2 separate regions of the Anser cygnoides genome follow, and region 2 is linked to region 1. A link is a contact called in public Hi-C data. All regions are on one chromosome and are shown on one strand. Each heading gives the region's core, a stretch centred on a gene start, on an enhancer-like site or on the middle of the called end of the contact. The rest is flanking DNA. Distances are from core to core; before and after follow the strand shown. Region 1 has its middle 4.7 kb from the start of HECTD2. Region 2 has its middle 42 kb from the start of KIF20B.

The links. A called contact is a pair of places that touch in the nucleus more often than the background predicts.
Region 2: a Hi-C map of granulosa cells shows a contact between it and region 1, with 1.6 times the contacts expected there. The contact joins two enhancer-like sites. A contact is called at or near these places in 2 of 7 Hi-C or Micro-C datasets (granulosa cells and liver).

The regions. Positions count from the first base shown.
Region 1 is chr7:17,633,710-17,639,670 of Taihu_goose_T2T_genome, reverse strand. No RefSeq gene overlaps it. Among named protein-coding and RNA genes, the nearest start is that of HECTD2, 4.7 kb to the right of the region's middle. Within about 2 kb of position 1,695, at least 1 of the 3 cell types and tissues checked has open chromatin away from gene starts, as enhancers often do.
Region 2 is chr7:17,990,073-17,995,514 of Taihu_goose_T2T_genome, reverse strand. No RefSeq gene overlaps it. Among named protein-coding and RNA genes, the nearest start is that of KIF20B, 42 kb to the left of the region's middle. Within about 2 kb of position 3,439, at least 1 of the 3 cell types and tissues checked has open chromatin away from gene starts, as enhancers often do.

The DNA.
Region 1 (5,961 bases), core at 446-2,945:
CTAAGACATCTGCAACTACTGCATAAATAAGCCATTTGACACCTTTAATAGCTTTAACACACTTTTTGGAATAAAATTAGCATCTGTGCTGACAGCTTACATGCCAAGTTTCAGCCTGATGCAAATTTGAAAAGTCCTGGATAAAAACTGTGAAAAATCCAGAGTTTATAAACACTACCTGATCCTAACTGACATTCTAAATAGACGGTAGTTAAGCTGCAGTATTTATATAGTACACTACCTCATACGCTGGAAAGACAGAAAGTAATCACCTTCTTTAGAAGTGCTGCACCAAGTATATGACTGGGTCATCTGAAAGGTTATTATAAATAGAACGACTTAGCTGAATACAAATGACATTATAACTTGGCAGCACTGTTTTGGGAAGGAGTCTGTACTCCTGCTGTGATCTCCAGTAAATCAGACACCTCTGTACTCAGTAACAGTGCATTCTGCAGTATCAGCTGAAAATACGGGAGATGGTGCTATATGCACAGCCACTTCCTCACCCCTCTGTGCTTCACAGCACAGGGCAGATCTGCACCCATCTTGCTATCTGCCTCTTCCACGGGTCAGAGGTCTACAGGAAGCTCCGCAACACCTCCCCTCTGCTCACTTCTTCTTCCAGAGAGGTCAGAGAGTGCAAGGTGGAGGAACGGGATGAGCCCCTTCCATCACCCAGATGGAAAAGGGAAGTGATGCTCTGCTCACACACCGGCACTGGCCAATGACACTGTGAGATGAAGCCACTCTCAAGAAAAAAAGCCTTCAGGTTTATTTTTGGAAGAGAGTTTTGAGTTTCAAGACTAGTAATAATTTATAGAGGGACCTGGTATAGCTGTTAGTTTCAGTATCTCTTATCTACACACGAGAAGTGTTTAATGCCAGGATTCTTTACTCCTTTGCTTTGTGTCTTGGGGACTCCACATAGCGTGGGTCTACAGACCCAGTGAGGGTCTACAAGGTTATGCAGAGGGGAAGATCTTTGTGAGCAATTTTGTAAGCTTTATTTATTTATTTATTTATTTTAAGGAGAGTAAGTGCGGGTAAAGTACAAATAGGAAACATTTCTTAAAAGAGAACTACTCGGGAAGAGGTCATATACAGCAGTGCTATTATCTAGAACAATGCTTTGCTTTTACAAAGTTTCTACCACTCAAGTTAAACACCACTTCTTTTATAGAGGAATTCTATTTCTTTTATAGAGGAATTCTGTATGGGACAAGGGCAGAAAACATGATTATTAACCACTGGGTGAACATTTCCTCTGAACATGATGATTGAAAACCACAGAAGCAAAACAGCATTATTTGTTCATTTAGTAAGTAAACTCAGTTGCCATTATATTTAGTTGTGTTAGCATCACTCCTTTTGTTCCACACACACCGATGGGACTTTGTGCTTTAAGTTTGAAAAGGAGGTTTACTGGAATAGAGGCTGTTTAGGATGGAGCAAGTTTTGGTTGAAGATGAGTATTTCTGTGAAAGAAGTTAGTCAGAGAACAGGGAGCTGCTGGTGCCAGAGCCTGCGCTGCCCGAGGACGTGTCCCGCAGGCGGCTGTAAGGCAGAGCTGCAGGTGGATCCACACCTGCCTGCAGCTGCGTGTGAGGAGCAGGATCTGGGGAGAAACATCCTCAGGGCTTGCTCCACTGCAGCGACAGCCCTACCAGCATCCAGCAGCAGAGGCCCCCCTACGCTTTGGGTTCCCGGAGGCTTGTAGCAACACAAAACGAGCAGGGCTGGTTTACTTTACAGAGCAGCCTGAAACGCAAGGCAGATTTCACCAGCAAGAACTGTGCCTTTCTGAGGGTGGGGGCAGTATCTGACCCACCCCTCTGATTTTAGTCAGTGTTCTGGGGCTGCCCGTCCCTTCTTCCCTGCGAGATTCAAGGCCACTGCAAGTTGCTTGGACTTCCATTTATAAAAGTTAGTTATTGTCTTTAAAAAGAAATAGGAAACACGACGAAGCCGGTCACATTCCGACATTACAGAGGGAACACCAGATAATGCATTAAAGGTATGAAATGCTCAGCAGCCTTCAAGCACCCAGCTCTTAGTCCTGCCACAGTAAATCACCCTACGAGGTGAACTGTAGCCCTGTCATCTGCCCTAACAGTTTCCAAGATGTGCAAAGAACTGCATACCTAACCCGATCCCACACTTCTTATTTTCGAGGCTCAAAACCCGAACATTTCTCTGTGCTCACTGCGAGCCCTGGTCTGCAGCCTGGGCTAGATGCTGGAGGCAGCTGCAGCCTCGGCCTCCGCCGACCTTCTCCCGGCTCTGCTCCTTTCTGCTCAGCCTCAGAAGCAGAGAGGACAAGCAGATTGAAATGATTTACCTTTTACCTCCCACTATTGCTTCAGTTCATGGACGTTCACTTTTTTAAAGCAGATCAGGCTGGTCACATAGCCCAGGAAGTATACAAAGGTCTGCAAAGCCACACTGAACAGCAATCTTAATTCTAATTAGTATTTTTTAATTTTATGAGTTGTATGATGACAAAGGTATACAAGCAACTTTCTGAATTAAAAATTACATACTGCCTCAGACCATCTCCTCTTTAGCATGGTATACTTTATTATTATTACTATTTCATGTTTGAATAGAAACAGGCTAAAATCCTGTGTCTAGTATCTGCCTCTATACCATTTAAAAATAATTTCCAGGTTGGACATGACAAAGACAGATGGTATCTCCTAGCCTCGGCTTTTGTCCCTTGCAGTCCCTGGGGGAAGATTATCCTACTGCTATGTCTCATAAGATTTCAAGTGAAGTTAACTGAAGACTGAAGTTTAAAGATTGAATATGGTGATTAAAATATAGTCAGGACAAAAGCCATTCCTAACTAACACCACTTTTCAGGAGAGAAAAAGAGAAACCCTAATAAAAGTCGTGTAGTTTCTAAGTTCACTCTCTTCGCTTGGTGAATTTTTCTCTAGTAGTCTCTCCTAGCGTTTGCATCCAGTGAGTTATCACAGATAACCTAACTCTGGACATCACTAAAATATCCACTGTGTTTCTAAAAATATAGGCCAATGATTTCTTTCAACCCAAAGGTCCTGTTCCCTGGCAAGGGGTAATTTAATATTCAGCTTGCTCCAGTAGACAAAAAAAAAGGGTTAATCACTGACCTAAAAAATCAGCTGTTGCCTAGGCACCAGTGACCACAAGCCTTTTACAGTTTGCTGGTACAAATACTGTATTGCACCAGCCAGTGATGACGAGGAACCTGAAATGCAAATGTAATGAGGCTGAAAAGGCAGAACTGCGTATTAGCTTTTCTTTCTGTGTACTAGGCAAGCACAAGAAGGATGTATCCCGTCGGATGATGCATCTTCAACCAAAACTTTACCATTTACAAAAGAGAAAGGTATAACTGAGTATCTGATGAGTCAAAACAACACCTCAGTAATTTGCATTAAGTGCCTCAGATGAATTAGCTGAGGAGGTCTCTGCACCACTTTCCTAAATGTTTGTAAACTCTTTAAAAAAATTCTGAACAGAGGAGAATAGACAAAAGGTAAGCGAGACCTTAGATCAGTACATCTAATGTTCATCGTAGGGGAAATTATGCAGACTTAGCTGGAGAGAGCTTGAGTGCACCTTGTGCACGTGCCCCTGGAAAAGAGGGAGCTTTTCTGCCTTACAGGTAAAGGCACCTGATCCAGGGATGAAAAGGTAGACTAAGACAAGCTCAAGCTTGACATAAATTCCTCTTCCCAGCAAGAATACTAACCATGAATCGACTAGCTTGTCAACAATGGCAGATGGATTTACAATCATTTGGATTCCGTAGGACAAAATTTCAAAAATTTACGCCTTAGTCCAACTTCAAGGGAAAAGGACAGCTGCCAACAAGGGAGGTCAGGCAAGACTGGGATCATCCTTATGAACCCTGAGGATGTCTTGGACCAGGTATGACTTGTGGGCAGACATGGACTTCCATCTTCCCTAGAAGGTGATGTGGGCAGGTGGCATGGGAGGGTAGAGCAGCTCGGGAGTTCAGAAGTCGTGTGGTCTCTGATTTTGACATGATTCACATGGCACGTATGGTGAGGCCTCCAACTGAGTCGGCAGAGTAACGGGTGGGTTTCAGTGGCATCCTGCCTGAGTTCTGTTAAAAGGTCACTGAAAAAGATGCTTTTTTGTAAAACATTTCTATTTCAATGAATCAGGTCTTTCTGTTGAAACTGAAATGTTTTGCCGAAAACCTGTTGTGTTGGAAAACTCCCAACCATTTATCTCTCTCCTACTCCCATAGAGAGGAAATGGGTTGTCTCCAGCTTTTGCTTCCCCTTTCAATGTTTCAGCCATCCTGTGCTTCCCCTTGCGCCCACTCAGGGTCCATCTCATAAAGCACACATCTGCTGAAGGTCCAAATATTTTTGTACTAGGAAGTGTGTAAGATATTCAGAGTATGATAAGGAAGAAAAAGTACTGCTCAATAAGAAAGAAAGACAGAATAGCTGTGTGACAAGAGTGTATCAGCAACCAAACAAAAATTCAGCCTATCTTTTCTAAAGGACAAAGGCCACTTCAATTCCTGACATGTCAGCTATGTCGGCTTGCATCAAGGATCTCTGACATTCCTGCAAACACTAGTAAAGCATTTGAGGGCCAGCCAAAACTAGACAAGCCCTGCACCCCCCCCCCCCGTTAATTATTATAATCATTAATTATTATAATTATCATTAATCATTAATAATAATAACCACTAAGGGCTAAAACCACCCCTACTGTTCCTGTGTTAAACCAGGGCTGAATTTGGCTATGGTTGCATTCTGACTTCTAACTGCAGAGGAACATGTGACCAGGTACACTCAATTATTTGTCATGAAAATACTAGCCAGGAAATTAAGCCTTTTGTGTGTGTGCGCGCATCATTCCCAAATGCCAGTCTCTGCGAGTGTATCTATTACTTGTAAGCATTTACTAATCGTTTGTGAACAAATGTTAGCAGTTAGTTAGTTTCCATCTGTCATTCCTGTGCCGGTCTGTGCCTGGCCACGTCATTGTGCAGAGATGTGCAGTTGACTTTTTCCCCTTCCTGACGACTCAAACTCTTTGGATAGAAGGAATATGTTTGTGAATAATTCTAAAATAAATTGTCAAGGTCTCCTCCTGCTTGATCGGACCAGCACCCTGCTAAGGTTGGACTGTTTTCCCTTAAGTACAAGAAAATATGTTCAGGGACATGTACAGCCATAGTCACTCAGGGGTGTTACTGTGCTTTATGTACGCTTATCTGAGCCAGCAGCGGGGCATGCCAGCGTGGGGTCCAGTGCAGGCTGCAAAACTCATCCAGGAACCAGTGTGAATGTGTAGGCCCAGCAGAATGTACTTGGCATGAGGAACAGCTTGTGATTGAACCTTACTGTTTCCTGACTCCCCCCAAAATAATGTGAAGTAGCTGGCAACATGTGATTTAAGACTTTTAAGTTGCTCAAAGTGATTAAAAGAATCAAGGAAAGGGTCCTTGTAAGGATAAAGGAGGGAACACAGTAATATTGCCTGTTAGAAGACAGGCAATCTTTATCCTTTTTTCTCAATGCTCCATTGCCCACTACCCTTGTTTATCACTTTGGCAATGAATGATTGCATGGTTACATGCATTGCCTCATTACACACAGCACTGCTGCAACCATCTAGCATCCATCCATACTAGCAAATTTAAAGCCAGTTTAGATGTGCCTTTCCCAGCACATTTTCCCAGATGGTTACATCTTTGACTGTGTTGTAGATGTATGAATAATATTGAAATACTTTTAGTTACAAACCCTAGGCAATAGATGTATGCTACCTTTATTAGAAGTAGGAAAATGCATTTATTTCTCCTTCAGTATAAGGTCCTTTTACTCTTTTACAAAAATAGGAACAAAAATTTTTAACAGATTTATGCCAATTTTCCTAATTGTCCTGGGTCAAAATATTCCCCTGAATTAGTTTAGTTCAACAGAG
Region 2 (5,442 bases), core at 2,190-4,689, 350 kb before region 1:
TCAACTAGAACAGGTACTTCTTGTGCTAAGGTTTTAGTTCATAATCAAGTGACTGTTCTTCTCCAGCTCTTCTGTTTTCTGCTGTCTGGTCCAGGTATCTGGACTGAATTCTTTCAGGACTATAGACGAGTACAGCAGTGAAGACTTACCTGAGGTAGATGTTACTGATTTTTAGACAAGTGTCATAGCTGGAGGCATAGTAAATATACAAAGTCAAGTCATGTAACACTCTTATACAATAGGGTGTACTTGCCATGTTTATTCTTTGTCTTTCTCAATATTTCATCTGCATTATTCCATGTTTAGCAGATGTTTTCAGTCAGCTGTGCATCTTGACCCCTAACTTGTTTTTCCTGAATAATTTCAGTTAATTTTAGAACCCATCAGTGTGTGCTTGTTTAGCTGGGTTGTTCCTTCCATTGTGTGTAACCTTGTGCTTGCCTGTAGTGAGATTCATATTCCGTCATGTTGCTTTGAAAGACAACTTGATTGCTCCTCATTAAATCATCAGAGGCTTATAGCTCTTGTTTTAACCCCCCCCCCAAAAAAGAAAAAATATATATTTACAAGGTAAAATGCAGGATTGGAAGGATGTTACATTACTTGATTTTTGGATGTATGATTTTTTTATTGATTGAAATGTGTGGGAAGTAATTGAAATACCTTCAGCCACTTGACATCTCTGAAATTGCCGATTGATAGTGTTTGTTCTTCCCCCTACCAAATGTAAAGTTTCATAGTTTCAAATAATTTATTCTTTTAGCTTTTGTGGGTAAAAAAAAAAAAAGCAAGTGACAACTTTATTTCAATTAATTGCTCTGTTAAATTGCAATTTAGTCATCTGTGCATCTAACTAGAATACTGATGCTATTAACTAAGTCAAGCTACTACAACCTTCAGGAATTCTACTGCATTTCACCATCTGTATTGTCAACTTTTCTAAATTCTCGTACTTAGTATTAGAAGCTCAACAGTGTTGCTGAGCTATATGGAAGCTATATTTTTCCAGAAAGAAAGCTGTTCTTTCTGGAAGCCATTTGAATAGGTGTTTCTAACATATTCACTGAGTACTGAGCATTACAGTACCTGTACTTATGCACACAATTTTAATATTTGTCTATTTCACTTACTCTAGGGTATTTTATTGCTAGGATAGCCTCTGTAATTGTAAAAACTGCACTGAATTAAATTCATAAGTGTAGATGTGGTCATCATACTTCATGATTAGGAATTTCTAATATCTGCAGAGGTAACACGTTCTCTTTGCTTTCTTTGGTCAAGGGATAATGATTTTTGTACTTACTTCCTACAAGCTGTTGAAGGTTGAGCCTATATGTTAGCCTAGAAAATGAATCATGCTCTGTGTACTCCATTGTCCATGTCAGGATTATCAGTTCCCTCATGAGGAGGAAGTATGTGACTGTAAAAATGTGATGTTTTCAAAAAAAAAAAAAAAAAAAAAAACCACTAGGAAAGCACTTGTTTGATGCTATAATATATCAAAATGTTCACTTTCAATTCTTTGGAAGTAACAGGAAATACCTTTTCTTAGCCAGGATTATAGCTGGCTTGACATCATCCTCCTTTCAGCTCCTCTTCTGGAGGACTAAGCAAAAAGGTGTTTTAGAACATCTTCGTCTTCTGACTTTTGCTGATAAATACTGTAGTTAAGTAAAAGCTGAGCATGAATATACCTCTTCATTTATTCTAACCTTTCTGTTCAACTTAATTGTTTGGCTTGGAGTAAAGAGAAGACATCTGATATTTAAATCTTCCTTGTTGTCTCCTGAACTTTTCCATCTGCAGGAAGGCATAACCCAACGGTGTTGTGTGATGCATCTTGTGCATCAGCTGAAGAGGAGAAGAGCTTCTAACTATGAAACTGGGTCAAGCAGTACTGATATCCTAAGAGAACTCAAATCGCACAAAGGAAAGTCTCTTGGGGTAGCAATAGTAACTTCCCCTATTTTTTTTCCAAATTTGAGGAGATCTAGTTTCTAGAACTATCTGAAATAAGACAATGTAGTTTGGTATTGATTGTTTTCATGTATTGAGAAATTCTGATACTTAAAATGAAGTTTCCTTTTCCCAGGAAGAATAAGCTTAGATCACTGTAACTTCAATAACAAGCTTAGCCTCACTTTTTGTTGTTTCCCATACAAAGAAGGAAACTTATGTAGTGTGGAACATTTCAATTTCAGATTTAACACCAGAGTTCTGCTAAGTGTTTTGTACAGGCACACTATTGTCTCTCGATCTCTCAATTTAGTTTTAAATTTGAAGGTAGTGAAATACCATTTTTATGTGAGCAGCAGCAAGCTGGAGCCACTTTAAATCACCTGTCAGCATACACCTCTCTCCTAGGAAGAAAAATTACTTTCAAAGGTTGCAAAGGAGCTGTTATAGTATTTGGTCATTAAGTGCATGTTACAAAGTAAGTGTTCACACAGCAAGTGATGCAACACTGTGAAATAATACCTGATATTGGCTGGAAAAAGAAAAAAAAAACACATTTTTTTCAGAGAGAATAAGCTTCCAACAATTGATCAAGCAGTTTGTTTTAATAAATGTTCCTGAACATGTCTGTCACTGAATAGTTCCTTTCAAGCATGTCATGCTATAGGGGATAATGCTTAGAAAATAGCATGTGTTATAGTTGTATCAGGCTGTCTAATTTTTTCAATGGGTAAGTCACATCTTGAAAAGACTATTCCTTGCTTAACTTTGGCTAATTTGGGGGATGAACGATTTTCGTTTTTCCCCTCCTCGTGGCACCCTGATTATGGTCATAGCAAAGCCTTCTGGAAGGCTAATTCTACTGGAAGGCACTACTTCATAGATCTCAGGCTTTCCTTTGGCAAAAGAAAACAGGGAGGAGCAGTGGCAATGTGATCAGACAGTTCACTAAATGAGGGTAACTCTCCAGAAGTTAGAGCATGGATTTAGTTTTTTTTTTTTTTGCTCGCTTCTCTGAGAAGCAGAGTATTTTGGGGGTGTTTCTTCAGTCACAGGATAGTTTCCTATAACATGCAAGTACTTGAATGTTCTTGCAACTTGATTAGTGCTGTGAAAGAACCAAAATCAAGAAAAAATGTGCCTGCTTGGGTGAGTACGTGCATCTGCAGGCCCGGTTAACTCGAGCCTTCCCTACAACAGCGCCGTCCCCACAAGATGGCGCTGAGGCACTCTGCTTCGCCTCGGCGCTTGCAACTGCGATCCTTAGCTGGGAGGGGAGGGAGGGCAGAAACGTGTTTTTTGTCGTTTGTTGGTTTTTGTTAACTAATCCACTTCCCATCACGCTTAACCAAGTTTTGTAGAAAGTGCAGAACGAGATGTTGGTGAAATATATTCCATCTCTTTACTAAAAGACCTACTTCAACAGTTTTTCCCTACTGCAATGAATATTACACGTGCGCACCACCACTAAGCATACAGCTCTGTTATATATGATTTTCTTCTTCAGGACACATTTCATGTCAGACACTTAAAAGTCTGGAAGGCTGCAGAAGTCTGGGACTCCGCAGTTTTCAGCACAGGCCAGGTGAGGCCTGCTCCATGATGTAGTGCTGTGATTCCCCTGAAGGAGCTGAAGGGGTGCTGACTTGCACTGTTGGTAGTGGTAAATCCCTCATGGTGGTAAATTCCTCAGCTTCTGAGTTTGTCAGCTGTGGTGAGAATCTCTGTTGCAGCGGTTTCAGTGTCATACCTCTGTCACTGCTGGAGATGCATGTTCTACAGTTCTTCAACCATAAAATATCTGTTACCTTCACGTACCCACCCTACTTAGAATTGTACTGCTAATGTTAGGTTTCAATATGTAGTTCACCAATTTAGGTTTCTGTGCTGCTTCCTTTACTTGAATTAATTGAAAAGTATGTAATCAAAGTTCTTCTGAACCATCTAAAGTCAAAAGCTGGACTACCCTCTGAACATCCCTATACTGGCACCTAGCGTGTACAATGCTTTAATTTTTTTTTCAGTTTTCTTGTATATATTCAGAAAATTCAACTGTTTGAGCAGATGCACAGAGTAACCAAAGGCTCTATATTCTTCTTCATTTTACTGCAAGCATGTAATTCCTATCCAGCTATAATTCATAGCCAGTGACTGTAATAAAGCTGAGCTTCCTTCAGCACCTGATTTGCTGCTGGTTCAGTACCACATTCCATCTGTGGTCCATCTGGCTTCTACAAGAAACCTTAAATTATTTTTTTTTCTATTGTATGGTTTCTCACAGCAGGATTTCATGGAGAGGGAGGAATTTCAGAGTTGACCTCAATCTTCTGTGGAAGCCAATAGGAATAGGATTTCTTGCTGCTAATTCCAATTGGAGCAGTTAAAATAATGCTGCACACTTTTCAAAGCCTACCTTGGCTTGTAAAGCCAGATGTGCAAGCTCAAGAGAAGTCCATAGGTGAAATTGTTAAATGAATGTCTAGTGCTGTTCCCAGGTAAATGTGTTTGTAACTGTAACAACCTTTAAGACTTCCTCCTCAAACTTCTCTCAGAGAAGTGCAGAATTATTAATGACAGCTGTATGTTTACAGAAGTGGCATCAGTTTCATCATTAAATTCTGTGAAGTCCCATAAAGTGAAACCATTTACCAAGTCTGTCAGAAGCTATCAGCAAGCACACTGTCTCACAGGCACATAAATAAGGCCTTTAGCCTTGTTTCAGCTGTGTAGTATTATGTACACACATGCAAGCATCAGAAACCGCAGCAGAAGACTACCAGAACACCACTATCAAGATAAGCCCTTCAGTTCCCTACCGATATTGCGTCTTATCTGTTTCTCTAGTCAAACACTGCTAGGTTTTGTCTTCCCCATTGTTTTTGTCAATTTTAATAACAGAAAATGTTATTTATCATAAACTGATTATACCTCTAGATCATTTCAGTGAAAACTTAAAACTGTGGTTTTCAGGGTTGAGATAAAGAATTGGTTCGTATGTACTGATGCCTACTGTAGCCTGTTCATCTCTTGCTGCAGGCTAACATTTCAGAGGAGTTTATGCACTAATCCTTTATCTTTCTTACAAGAGAAATTCACACTGAAAAAATTCATTAGGCAGAAATAGAGGTCCTCCAAGGTTTAAGAGAAAGCATAGGATATCAGTTTCTCTAAGGAAGAGTCTGTTTCTGGAATTGCTGATTTTAATACTTAGAGATTTACAGTAAGTTGGATTTTTATTTTTCCCCAGAGATGTTGACACAAAACAAAAACGGTTCCTCTAGAGGGACTTCAAGCATGTTTTAAGTGCTATAAACTTGTTTTGTTTTTGAGTGAATAAGGACTCTCCTGAGAAACAAACTTTGGGTTATTTTACAACCTAAAAATACCAAATTGTACAGCAGAATGTCTCATGACCAAATTGCAAAATGAAACACTATGACTTGAAATGATCGGTGACTGATCAGTTGCAACTTGCAAATTATTTGC